Regions from separate parts of the Mus musculus genome. Here region 1 is linked to region 2. Evidence: chromatin contacts called from public Micro-C data. All regions are on one chromosome and are shown on one strand. Each heading gives the region's core, a stretch centred on a gene start, on an enhancer-like site or on the middle of the called end of the contact. The rest is flanking DNA. Distances are from core to core; before and after follow the strand shown. Region 1 has its middle 37 kb from the start of 5730420D15Rik. Region 2 holds the start of Cep83 (centrosomal protein 83).

Evidence for each region. A called contact is a pair of places that touch in the nucleus more often than the background predicts.
Region 1: a contact with region 2 is called in a Micro-C map of embryonic stem cells, with 4 times the contacts expected there. The contact joins the enhancer-like site here to the promoter of Cep83 in region 2. A contact is called at or near these places in 6 of 39 promoter capture datasets (the C10 cell line, embryonic stem cells, hippocampal neurons and 2 more), 2 of 484 Hi-C or Micro-C datasets (both in embryonic stem cells), 6 of 115 datasets of contacts at active chromatin or transcription factors (bone marrow-derived macrophages, cardiomyocytes, embryonic basal ganglia and 3 more) and 2 of 9 other capture datasets (liver and macrophages).

What each region holds. Positions count from the first base shown.
Region 1 is chr10:95,451,314-95,457,358 of GRCm38.p6, reverse strand. No RefSeq gene overlaps it. Among named protein-coding and RNA genes, the nearest start is that of 5730420D15Rik, 37 kb to the right of the region's middle. Within about 2 kb of position 2,823, at least 11 of the 459 cell types and tissues checked have an H3K27ac peak or open chromatin away from gene starts, as enhancers often do. A contact at or near this core is called in embryonic stem cells, where this site is marked.
Region 2 is chr10:94,685,463-94,690,876 of GRCm38.p6, reverse strand. Cep83 (centrosomal protein 83) reads right to left here and starts at 2,087. Exons shown (of 16, transcript NM_029852.2): 1 at 1,831-2,087. It overlaps Cep83os (centrosomal protein 83, opposite strand), which reads left to right and starts at 2,264. Exons shown (of 3, transcript NR_015524.1): 1 at 2,264-2,644.

The DNA of each region.
Region 1 (6,045 bases), core at 1,574-4,073, 770 kb before region 2:
CTGATGGTATGCATTAGAAAACCTGCCAAAGTAGGTTTTAAGGTCTTGAGCCCTGTTAATACAGACAGTGCGGCGGGATGAGAGTGGTGCCCATGGGCTCCTGTGTTTCGATGCTGCATTCCCAGTTATGGAGCTTTGGGGAAGGATTAGGTTGGCTTTGTTAGGGGAGGTCTGTCATAAGGGGAGAGGGAGGGACTTGGAGGTTGCCTGTTATATTAAGAATTAATTACCGGGCTGGAGAGATGGCTCAGCGGTTAAGAGCACTGACTGCTCTCTAGAAGGTCCTGAGTTCAAATCCCAGCAACCACATGGTGGCTCACAACCATCCAAAATGAGCTCTGACGCCCTCTTCTGGCATGTCTGAAGACAGCTACAGTGTACTTACATATAATAAATAAATTAAAAAAAAAAAAGAAAGAAAGAAAACGCCGGGCGGTGGTGGCGCATGCCTTTAATCCCAGCACTTGGGAGGCAGAGGCAGGCGGATTTCTGAGTTCCAGGCTAGCCTGGTCTACAAAGTGAGTTCCAGGACAGCCAGGGTTATACAGGGAAACCCTGTCTCGAAAGACCAAAAAAAAAAAAAAAAAAAAAAAAAAAAAAAAGAATTAATTATTCTTAATATAAGTGTAATCGATGAATTAATCTGGTAGCTGTATTTGTTTACCTTATGCTAGTTCCTACTAACTGTACAGAGAAATCAAGATTTATTTAAAACTGTACCTCAGTAGCTGAGCAGGAAAAGATGTACCTTAAACTTGTGTGCTAATCTGGCTACTTCCCAGCCCCATCCCAGAATACTTGCATATTATTATTGATCTTCAGTCCTGTTCCTCATGGCTCCAGTTCCTCTGTTCTACCAGTTCATCTGAATTTCCCTCTCTTCTCTTTTTTCCTCTGGTTGGCCAATGTCCCACCCTCTTCTCTATTCTGTTGAGCCATTGGGTGATCAGCATTTCTTGAGGAGGCAAAGAATAAATGGTGAGAACTGTTTACACAAACTTGAGACAGGAGATTCTTGGTATAAGCATCACAATGACATGTCCTGATTGAAACAGGATACTAGGGCAGAGAAATCAACATTTGAATAACCCAAGGGTAAACTTTACACAGAGCACAAAACATCACCTGACATCTGCAGGGGGTGGGGTGGGGGAGGGGCTCTAAGCCACCTCAGCGCAGTTTGAAATGTGAGTTCCCAGCATTCTTAAACCTTCACTCAGCCATCAGGGACTCGAACTTCAGGATCTGCAAACAAGTCAGCTCTTTCTTTTATAGCTTGTCTCAGTCCTAGTGTTTTAGCCCAGCAGCAGAAAGGTAACCAATACAGGCAGTAATTCTATTCTTACACGATTATTTTAAAGAGTTAGTAAACCGGGCGTGGGGGCGCACGCCTTTAATCCCAGCACTCAGGAGGCAGAGGCAGGCAGATTTCTGAATTCGAGGCCAGCCTGGTCTACAGGGCTATCTCGAAGAACCAAAATAAATAAATAAGTAAAATAGTTAGTAATAAACACAGACAAGGGTCTGTAGTAGACAGCCCTTGCTTATCACAGTCCCAAGACCCCCAGTGCCATCTGAAGCTGCAGACTGTACCAAGCTTGATACCAACTATACTTGTTCTTCACTATCCATCCCTATGATAGCTTAATTTATAAGTTGGGCAAAATAAGGTATTAACTAAAAGAACTAGTAACACATAGAGTGAGTGTACTACCCTGTAATAAAAGTTATTTCAGACTTATGAATTGGTTACTTCTAGAATTTTCCATTTAATGTTTTCGGACTATGACTGATTCCATGGAACAAACGCACAGAAACTAAAACCATAGATAAAGGGGCAACTACAGTATATCCAAGGAAGGTCATTGCTATATTATTTACATGATGGAGAAATTGGAAATGAACTTGATTCTTTAAAAAAAAGGGAGACAGTCTACCATAAAATATTGTGTTAAATCCAATGTTGGTGAAGATAGTGTAATAATATAAAAAAGATTCCAGTGAAAAACATATCTAGAAAAGGGCCTGCGATTATAGATAAATATTTGCCCTGTGAATACATGAATGCGTATCACTTTATTTTTATTTATTTATTTATTTATTTTTGATTTTTCGAGACAGGGCTTCACTGTGAAGCCCTGGCTGTCCTGAAACTCACTCTGTAGACCAGGCTGGCCTCGAACTCAGAAATTCACCTGCCTCTGCCTCCCGAGTGCTGGGATTAAAGGCGTGTGCCACCATTCCCATCGAGTATCACTTTATAATCAGAAATAATTATTTTAAATGATCTGGAGAGATTACATGGCCTCACCCTCAACCCCTCCTCGGCTTCTCTATGGTCTGGTTCTTTCCGAACATGTTCAAGGGCCAGGGTATTCGTCTCTTAGGCTTTGGTGATTAAAAACTTCCAGCCTGTGGACCCCTTGAGAAAGCCTCTTTGCAGGAAGAGGGGAACGGTAAGGAGTATCATAGGAGCGCAGAACTTTGATCTGGGAATCATCAGTGTCAGCAAGAAGACCATGAAACATTACTGGACAGAAAGAAAAACCTCCTGCCCAATGTGCTTTCTCTCTTAATCATGAAAATCTCAAAACGGAGGCGTTTCCCCAGCCAGAATCACCAGATGATTATAATTTGGTGATTATACATTTTCCTAGGACTACAGTACATCTTCTGGCAATGTTGAGAAAGTGATTGTATCCTGACCAGGCTGGTTGAAGCATTTCTTTCCCCTCTACAGCCTGCCCAGAGGTAGCCCAGTATCCCAACACAAAGTCTCTCCTTCCTGCGAGGCCGGGCAGACTTCTGCAAGCAGGCTGTAAAAGGGGCGGGTTCTTACCCCCCACCCTAGCAGCCCTGTGACCTGTGCCTTGCTCACTCTACCCCTCAGTACTGTCTTTCCTGAGGCATTGGCTCTGCCACCATAAGAAAGCCACCAGTGTCTAGAAATCTTGGCATCTGATGGCCAGAGGTTGGGAAACCTCTTCTTGGCTCTGGATCTTATTATTATTACTTATAATGAAAAAATAGCCAGAGAAATAAAGATTAGCATTTTTTAAAAGTATCCTAGGTAGAGATGACACTTCTGGAATTATACAGAGGGGAAGAGGATAAAGACAACATGAAATCCTGAACGTGACCTTGAGTGTAGCTTACAAAGGACATTCTTAGTGGTAGCCGGATACATTTCTAGTATCAAGAAAGGGTTTTATACAAAGAACCTTTTGTTAATAATAGTTATTGACCATTTGGAGAGAGACAGAGACAGAGACAGAGACAGAGAGCATGCATGTTTTCTGAGAGGGTGGCTTAAGGGTCTCTAAAATTTTATAAGCATTTCCTTCTTTCTCTGTTTTGTTAAGCGCGAAGTTAGAAACATTTCTACCTCATTAGCCTCAATTCAAAGACTCATTTGGGACACCTGCTACTTAAGCCCAGTTTTCTATTTTTAAGACCGCAATCTTGGGCATTCTTGAAAAGCATCTGCTTGTTTATTTTAGTTCATTTTTAAGAAAGTAGCTCCTGGCCAATCTGTACTGCAGTGTCTGAAGAGATGTAACGAAACTAGATATAGAAGACTGACATGTGTTGTGTGTGTGGTATGTGGTGTATGTGTGGTGTGTGTGTGTGTGTGTGTGTGTGTGTGTGTGTGTGTGTGTGTGTGTGTGTAAAAGGGCAGTGGGTTGAAAGCCATATTCTGAATCAAGGGCAACACCTGTTAAGTGGAAACTGGTTAGCTATAAATAGAGTGTTAAACAGGTAGATCAGAACACAGTAATGGAAGCCTAGAGTCATCCCTACCTCTGAAGCAAGGAAACCTGTGCCACACTATGTAGGTCCTCCCTGTCGCAGGATTTTCCTTGTCCAATCATATTAGGGCAGCAGGAGGCCTGTGATTGGACAGGGAAAAGAGAGGCGGAGCTAAGAGTTGCAAAGACAGAGAATGTCTCAGCGAGAAAGGGAAGCCTGAGATAGAAGTGGACAGGAACCAGAGTGGCTTTAACCGCCACAGGTAGTTCTGATATCACAAGGTGAGAATAATTGGGATAAAGCTTTCGTCATTATCATTTGGCTCTGAAATTATTGTACTGGCATCTTGTAAATTGAGAATTTATTGATACATAAATCTGATTGGTTAATTATAAGCTTCACGAGTTTTGCTTCTACCTGGTAAATGGGTGTTGTGGTGGCTGACCATGGGGTGGACAGTTGTGGTGTGGGGTTGGTGTGACAGCAAAAGGAACTCGGGAGCTCTGGCCCCCGCCAGAGAGTTGGCAGGTAGAGACAGAGCCCATGGGACGGACTGCCATGGGGCCGAGAATTGCCAGCAAACTTGTGGGACTGTGCTGGGCCCTTTAAAAAAAAATATTTCCCGCAGCACCTCCCATACTGTGAATGTTGAAGAAAGTGTTACCATTTTTGGAAACTTCAAGAAAATGATTCAATCACCTGACTGGGATTCATGTGTGCTCACAGAGATTGGAGAGCTTATATGAGTCTGACCGAGGTCCTCTGCATGTGTGTTATGGTTGCATAGCCTGGTGTTCTTGTGGAAATCCTAACAAAGGGAACAGGGCTGTCTCTGAGTCGTCTGCCTACTTGTGGGACTCTTATCCTCCTACCGGATGGCCTCATCCATCCTTGATGTGAGAACATGTGCCTGGTCTTATCGTAGCTTGTTATGCCATGTTTGGTGGATGCCCCTGCTCGTCCTGCTCTTTTCTGAGGGGAGGTGAAGGGTGATGGATCTAGGGAAAAGGGGAAGTTGTGGGGAGAGCCCGATAGGAGGGGAGGGAGGAGAAACTGCAGTTGGAATGAAACATATCAGAGAAGAATAAATAAAAATGAAAAAAAAGAGTAAATGATTCCATTTTTGGATGTAGAACAAAAGCAAGAAGACATGGAATGATTAATAAATAGGATACACTAAACCCAACTGCATACTCTCAAGCAAACTTCCCCTGAGCTGGATTCCCAGATATCTGGGACCACTCCAAAGTCCTCAGCCCATCAATACATACTTTATGAGAACACACAGAAACAGTCAATACATTCAAATACACAACAAGGGGTGCCTATAGGAGAGTTAGGGCCAAGAAAGGATTAATGAAACACTTTTTTCACTGTGTCTGTGTTCCCACATAAATACCTGAGGCAACCAATTCGTAAAGAAGTGATTTTACTTTGGTTCATAGTTTTGACCTTAAAAAATGGTTTTTACATTTATTTACTTCAATGTGTATGTACATACATGTGCCATAGTACACACATGGATGTCAGAGGACAACTTTCCAGAGTTCATTCTCTTCCTCTACCACATGGGCCCTGGGATTCTAATATCAGCCTTGGCAGCAAACGAGGCTGTATCTCTCCAGCCCCAGCTCACAGTTTTGAAGTCTCAGAAACTGCAATCATGGCCCCCTGTCCCTGGGACCATGGTGAGTCAGTGCATCATGCAGGAACTGTGTGGGCCTTGGCTAGGCAGCACAAGAGAAGGGAGGGAGCTTGGGCTCCACAGACACCTTCAAGGGTACACCCTTAAGATTTGTAATATTGCCAATTAGACAGGATCTAGAATCACTCTGAGACAAATCTCTAGGCACGTTTGTGAGGGAACGTTTGTGAGGGATCATGTCGATAAGGTTAGCTGAATGTGTTACATATATATGTATGTGTATATGTATATTTATATGAATATATGATTGGTTACATACATATGCACCGCAAAATTTGTTTTCTTTTTTTGGGGGGGTTCAACTACATTAGTATTTATTTATTTTTATTGGGTATTTATTTCATTTACATTTCCAATGCTATCCCAAAAGTCCTCCACACCCTCCCCCACCCACCCACTCCCACTTCTTGGCCCTATCGTTCCCCTGTACTGAGGCATATAAAGTTTGCACGACTAATGGGCCTCTCTTTCCACTGATGGCTGACTAGGCCATTTTCTGATTCATATGCAGCTAGAGACACGAGCTCCAGCGGCGTACTGGATAGTTCATATTGTTGTTCCACCTATAGGATTACAGATCCCTTTAGCTC
Region 2 (5,414 bases), core at 838-3,337:
GCTTGTGGTCCCAGTTATGGTCCTAAGAAATTCCTTTTCCCAAAGTTTGTCATTTAGAAAAAAACCTCAGGGACTTCATTCATTCTTCTTATCCCTGGCAAAAAGGACCCAAGGCTGTTGCATTAACCTAATCCTGAGATGCCTATTAGCATGTCAAGATGTATGTTAGCCTCTAGGCTCCCTCAATCCCTACTCACAAGTACCTGCTACAGAGTGTTCCTGGCTGGCACACCCTCCCCAGCTCCCTCCTGGGCCCCTCCCCTAACCCTCTCCAGCTTCCTTCCCCCAGCTTCTCTTTCCTGTACAACCTCAGTCAACCATCATGATGGCTTAGCTTACTCTCTGCACTCTAGGTTCTGCTTTCCACTCCACTCCTGGACCTCTTGCTTCCTTCCTTTTCCCCCCTCTCTCCTCTCACGACCTGGTCTATTCTGTTGGCCATGTTCAGTCTAGACCCTTCTTGTTGCCTCTGGCTGTTCTCTCCTTCACATCTACAGTAAACTCTTCTCCTCAACCATACCTTGGAGCGGTTATAGCCTCATTTTCATTCTGTCCTGGAATTCAGGAGGCTGAAGCAGAGAAATTGCCAATTCAAAGCAAGTCTGGGATACAAAGCTAGACCATGTCTTTAATGCTTTCCCCACCAAACAGAACACTTAATAAAGTAAATTAAAATAAAAACTTAGTTTACCATTCAAGTTATATCACTAAGGGTTCAACAAATGTAGACCAAGGCTACTGCTAAGCCAAGGCTTAAAAACTTGTACTGTTTCACAATCTCTCAAATGTATGTAACTCTAAATTGCTATAATCTTTTTATTTAAGAATATTATTAAATACAGATTGCATACTTTATCTCATTAGAAAAGAAATACTCAAAGAGAAATACCCAGCATACTCCGGAATATGTAACAACCAAAAAGAACTCAAATCCATTTACAACTCTCCATAGTCTTGTGTGACAACAAAAACAATCAAAGTGTTCTAATAATTCTAGATAAAATTTATTTGAAATCTGACTACAAAAGGCAACAAATGTAGCCACCTATAAACTAAAAGCATAAATCTGAAGAGCTCCAACTCGCTCCAAACTCAGATTAACAGGCCACATTTACTTATGTTCTAGTTGAATATTAGACTTGTTTACGGTGATGTTGCTTGGTAACAGAAGCACGGCTTTAACAACCTACTCGGTACTTTAAATCTCAGTTTAGTACTTTATACTAACAGCCTGAACATATTATGAATTCACTACATATTTAAAAAAAAATCATCAGAACAAATTTAGCCTGATCCTCAACATGTTCGAGAAGAAAGTGGTCTGATAATTAGAAGGTAAGCAAAGACTTAAAGACACTTAAATGCCCTCTAGGGCATTTTTAAAAAGCCAAGAGTCTTTTTATCATAGTCAGAAACTGGACTAAGAACTTGCCAAAGTACCAAGCCCAAAATACACTTCCCACAGTTCAGACCTTACCTCAGCAACATCCGCAAACCTCACTGCTATGACTACCTTTAAGGACAAGGAAAATGATGACAGCGTGGCTTTTCCCCCACCAATTAACCTAGAGGTGCTTTACACTAACCCCATGACTCCGCTGGCTACCGTGCCGCAGTGCACCAAAGAGCCCCGAAAGGAGTTTCACGTGCTTTAAAAAAGAAAAAGAAAAGAAAAACCTTGCATCCAGAACTCATCTCAGGGCCTGCCTTCCTAACACCGGCTAACACTGCTTCACCAGGAAACAAAACCCGGGTCCAAGGGCGGGCGCGGAGTGCCGCAGGCTTCCAAGCAGACGCCCAGCACGCCTAAAAAGAAGAGAGGTGACTTACCAAACTCACACACGGTCCCCGCTGCTCGCCCCAGCACAGCAGCCGCGCTCGCCACCGGGAGCCCCCGGCACAGCTCCAACCACCGCCACCCACTCCGCTCTGCTCTCCCAGGCATTGGGGCCGAGGGCTCGGGACGGTCCCACCGGCTGGGGTGTGGGGCCCGGAGCGGTCCAAGCGGCCGCTGCCGCCGCGGGGCTGGAGGCGAACCGAGGAGCCGGACGGTCCGCGAGGGCACCCACGCCTCGGGAAAGGTTGAGGTAGCCCGGGAAACTCGGAGGGCTGAGAGGGCGGCGGCTGCAAGGCCGGCTCCTCCTCCGCGGCCCGCCCTCCTCGGCCGACACGCCGCCCCCTCAGCCCGCCGTCCGCCACTCCCGAGCGGACCGCGCGCGTCCCGAGCCCCGGCGAGGCGCGAGGCAGGAAGTCCCGCCTCCCCGTCCTACGTCATCAGCACCGCGCGCCGCCCAAGGTCCGAGCCGTTGGTGAGAGGAGCGGGCTGACGGTTACGCGGGTAGCTGTTGCCGCTGTGGGGGAAAAAAAAAAGTGAGGATGCCACTCTGGGACGTCCCTGTGGGCCGCACCGAAGCCCGCGAGCCCGGGGAACGGCAGATGTCACCTCACGCCCGACTCCCGGTGGGCTGAGGGACTCTGTGCCCTTGTCACACTTCCTTCTCGGAGGGCTTGGACGGTGCTCTTCGCCGCCACCTCTGTTCCCGCCCGCCTTGTCATCGTGCCTGCTGGGCGGATTTTCCGGGCTCTGGCACCCAGTCAGCCTGTGAGTGCGGAGTCGCCCCCAGCTTGCCACCAGGGAAGTCAGGTCAGGACCTCCTTCCTGCCCCAGGCCCATCCTGTAGGCCCGCCTGCTCTTAGGGGTAATATAACAGGGTGGGCTCCTGGTCTCCAGGCTGCAAACTAAATTGACACTTGGTGACAGCTTTGATAATATTTGTGACCTAAAAGCTAAGGTAAATTAGGCTTTTCGCGTTTCAGGGTGGGCGATGGGAGAAACATGCATCCCGTCTATACCCATGCTTGCTGAGTGCCTCCATACTGTGGCCTTGGATCGCCACAGTGCATTATGAAGCACAGCTTATCTTCACCTCTCATGAACATGCAGGAGATGACTAGATCCGGGCTCTGGGTAGAGTGGTAACTGAGCTGTCACCATTTTTTCTAGAAATGAGGGTGCATACTATTATGGGTAGGTTATATAAAGGAGGTATGTGGGAGACACATTCACGATCAGAATAGAGAAAGCAGAAGTCCTGTGTGTGTGAGAGACATTGACAGTAACAATTTGCTGAACAGTCCTATATCAAGTGCCGCAGCATTTTTATAGATTATCTTAATCCCTAGTTCTGTAAATTCAATTAGGCGTTACGGATTCCCCAGATCCTGAAATCAAATCAAATCATTTGTAACCAGTGGAAATATCCGTTAAAAAAATAAAATAAATTAAATAAAATAGAATCACTGGAAAGTGAGGAGAAGACTGGAGAGATGACTAACAACTGAAGAAAAACTTTATTTCTCAGAGAAGAGTAAATGCTAGATGAACATTTAAACCGTTAAAAATAGGAGAAAATCCGCAGTGGTGAGATGTCTCAGTGTTTAGAAGTGCTTGCTGCTTTCCCAAAGGACCCATATTAAGGTCCCTGAAGCCAGGTCCTGCTGCTCAAATTGGCCTGTAACTACAGCTCTCAGGATCTGATGCCTTTGGCCTCTGAGAACATCTGCACCAACTCACATAAAGACACAGATTAGTATAAATAGCAATATTTTTAAATAGAAAATCAAGGTGTATATATTAATAACCATTTGTCTTAGTGAGGGTTTCTATTCCTGGACAAAACATCACGACCAAGAAGCAAGTTGGGGAGGAAAGGGTTTAGTCAGCTTACACTTCCACCCTGCTGTTCATCACCAATGAAGCCAGGACTGGAACTCAAGCAGGTCAGGAAGCAGGAGCTGATGCAGAGGCCATGGAGGGATGTTCCTTACTGGCTTGCTCAGCCTGCTCTCTGATAGAACCAAGAGTACCAGCCCAGAAATGGCACCACCCACAAGGGGACCTACCCCTTGATCACTAATTGAGAAAATGCCTTACAGCTGGATCTCTGTGGAGGCACTTCCCCAACTGAAGCTCCTTTCTCTGTGATAACTCCAGCTGTGTCAAGTTGACACAAAACTAGCCAGTACACCTTGTGATTAGAAAGGCCTTATCCAAGTATGAAATAAACTACAATAACAAAAGTTGTAATGCATCCTCAAAAATTGAAAAAAGAACCATAGAAAAATATATTCATAACATTTGCAAAGGAAAAATATTCCCAACATACAGCTCTTAGAAAAATCACTTATAAATTTCAACACCTAAATAATAAAAATTGACAGAGAGGTGGCACGTGTTTGTAATCCCAGCACTCTAGTCACTGGGATAGGAGTTTGAGGTCATCTTGGGCATATAAGTAAGACTTTGACAAAAAGAGAAAATTGTCCAAATATGACATTCTCCAAGAAAAATACCCAATTAACAAATGAAAAGGTATCCACCTTCCAAACAGATCTTTTGCTGACCAGTATTAACAGGACTGTGGAAATACAATTCCTTTGTGACCACTAGTGTGAGGGCGATAATTGTACACCTGACTTAATATAAGCATTGTCCTCTGTCGCACTTAAAGGAAAAAAAAAAAGGATTCCTAAGGATATTGTTGACTCTCATGTTTCTATTACATACTCATGATGTATAATAGCACTAGAACAGAAGACAATTATGGTGTGTGTATACAATAGAATACTCTTGACCCATTAAAACATTCGATTGCATATGTCCATGGAATCTGGGTCATATTTGTCCAAAAGAAAAAGCAAAATACAGATCACAGTGTACAGAATATGAATGCATATATGATGGCAAATATGAGTACAAAATCTAAAAGAATATGAAGCTGCTTTTTATCTTTTGGATGTTTTAACCTTGTTTAAGTTTTTTTTAATTTGTGAATTTATTATTTTATGAAAGTGAGATCATGTTATGTTTTTTAATTATAAGATGTGCCAGGGAAAGAAGCAGCTGACTGCCGGCCTACACCAGTGTGCAACCTTGGGATCTTGGGATTTTTTGTTGTTGTATTGCCATAAATTCTACAAACTTGTAGACCTGACTACTGACTCACCACATATCTTGATTCTGACTTTTTTTCTTGAATGCCCTCCTGTATTCTCTATGTTCTTCATGATATTTTTCACCGTATCTTGTAATTCCCCCTACCCCTGGATTATTTTTGCTCTTTCTGTACATATATCTTTCTGGTATGTATTACACATTTCCTTTTTCTTATCTATCATTTGTTTATGTATTTGTAAACTCACAAACTATTCTAGTCCTAGTGCTAATAGAACTATGTTGAATTTAAAGAGATACTTGGGTTACTTATGCTAGTAATAACTAAAATGAAACAGAAACTGCCATGAGGCTGGAGAACTCACATTTGCCATTGTGTGTGAGACCCAGTGGAAGGCAAAGCAGGAGCTGACACAGAAGGAATAAAACATTCAAGTAACTCAGTACAGAACACATTGAA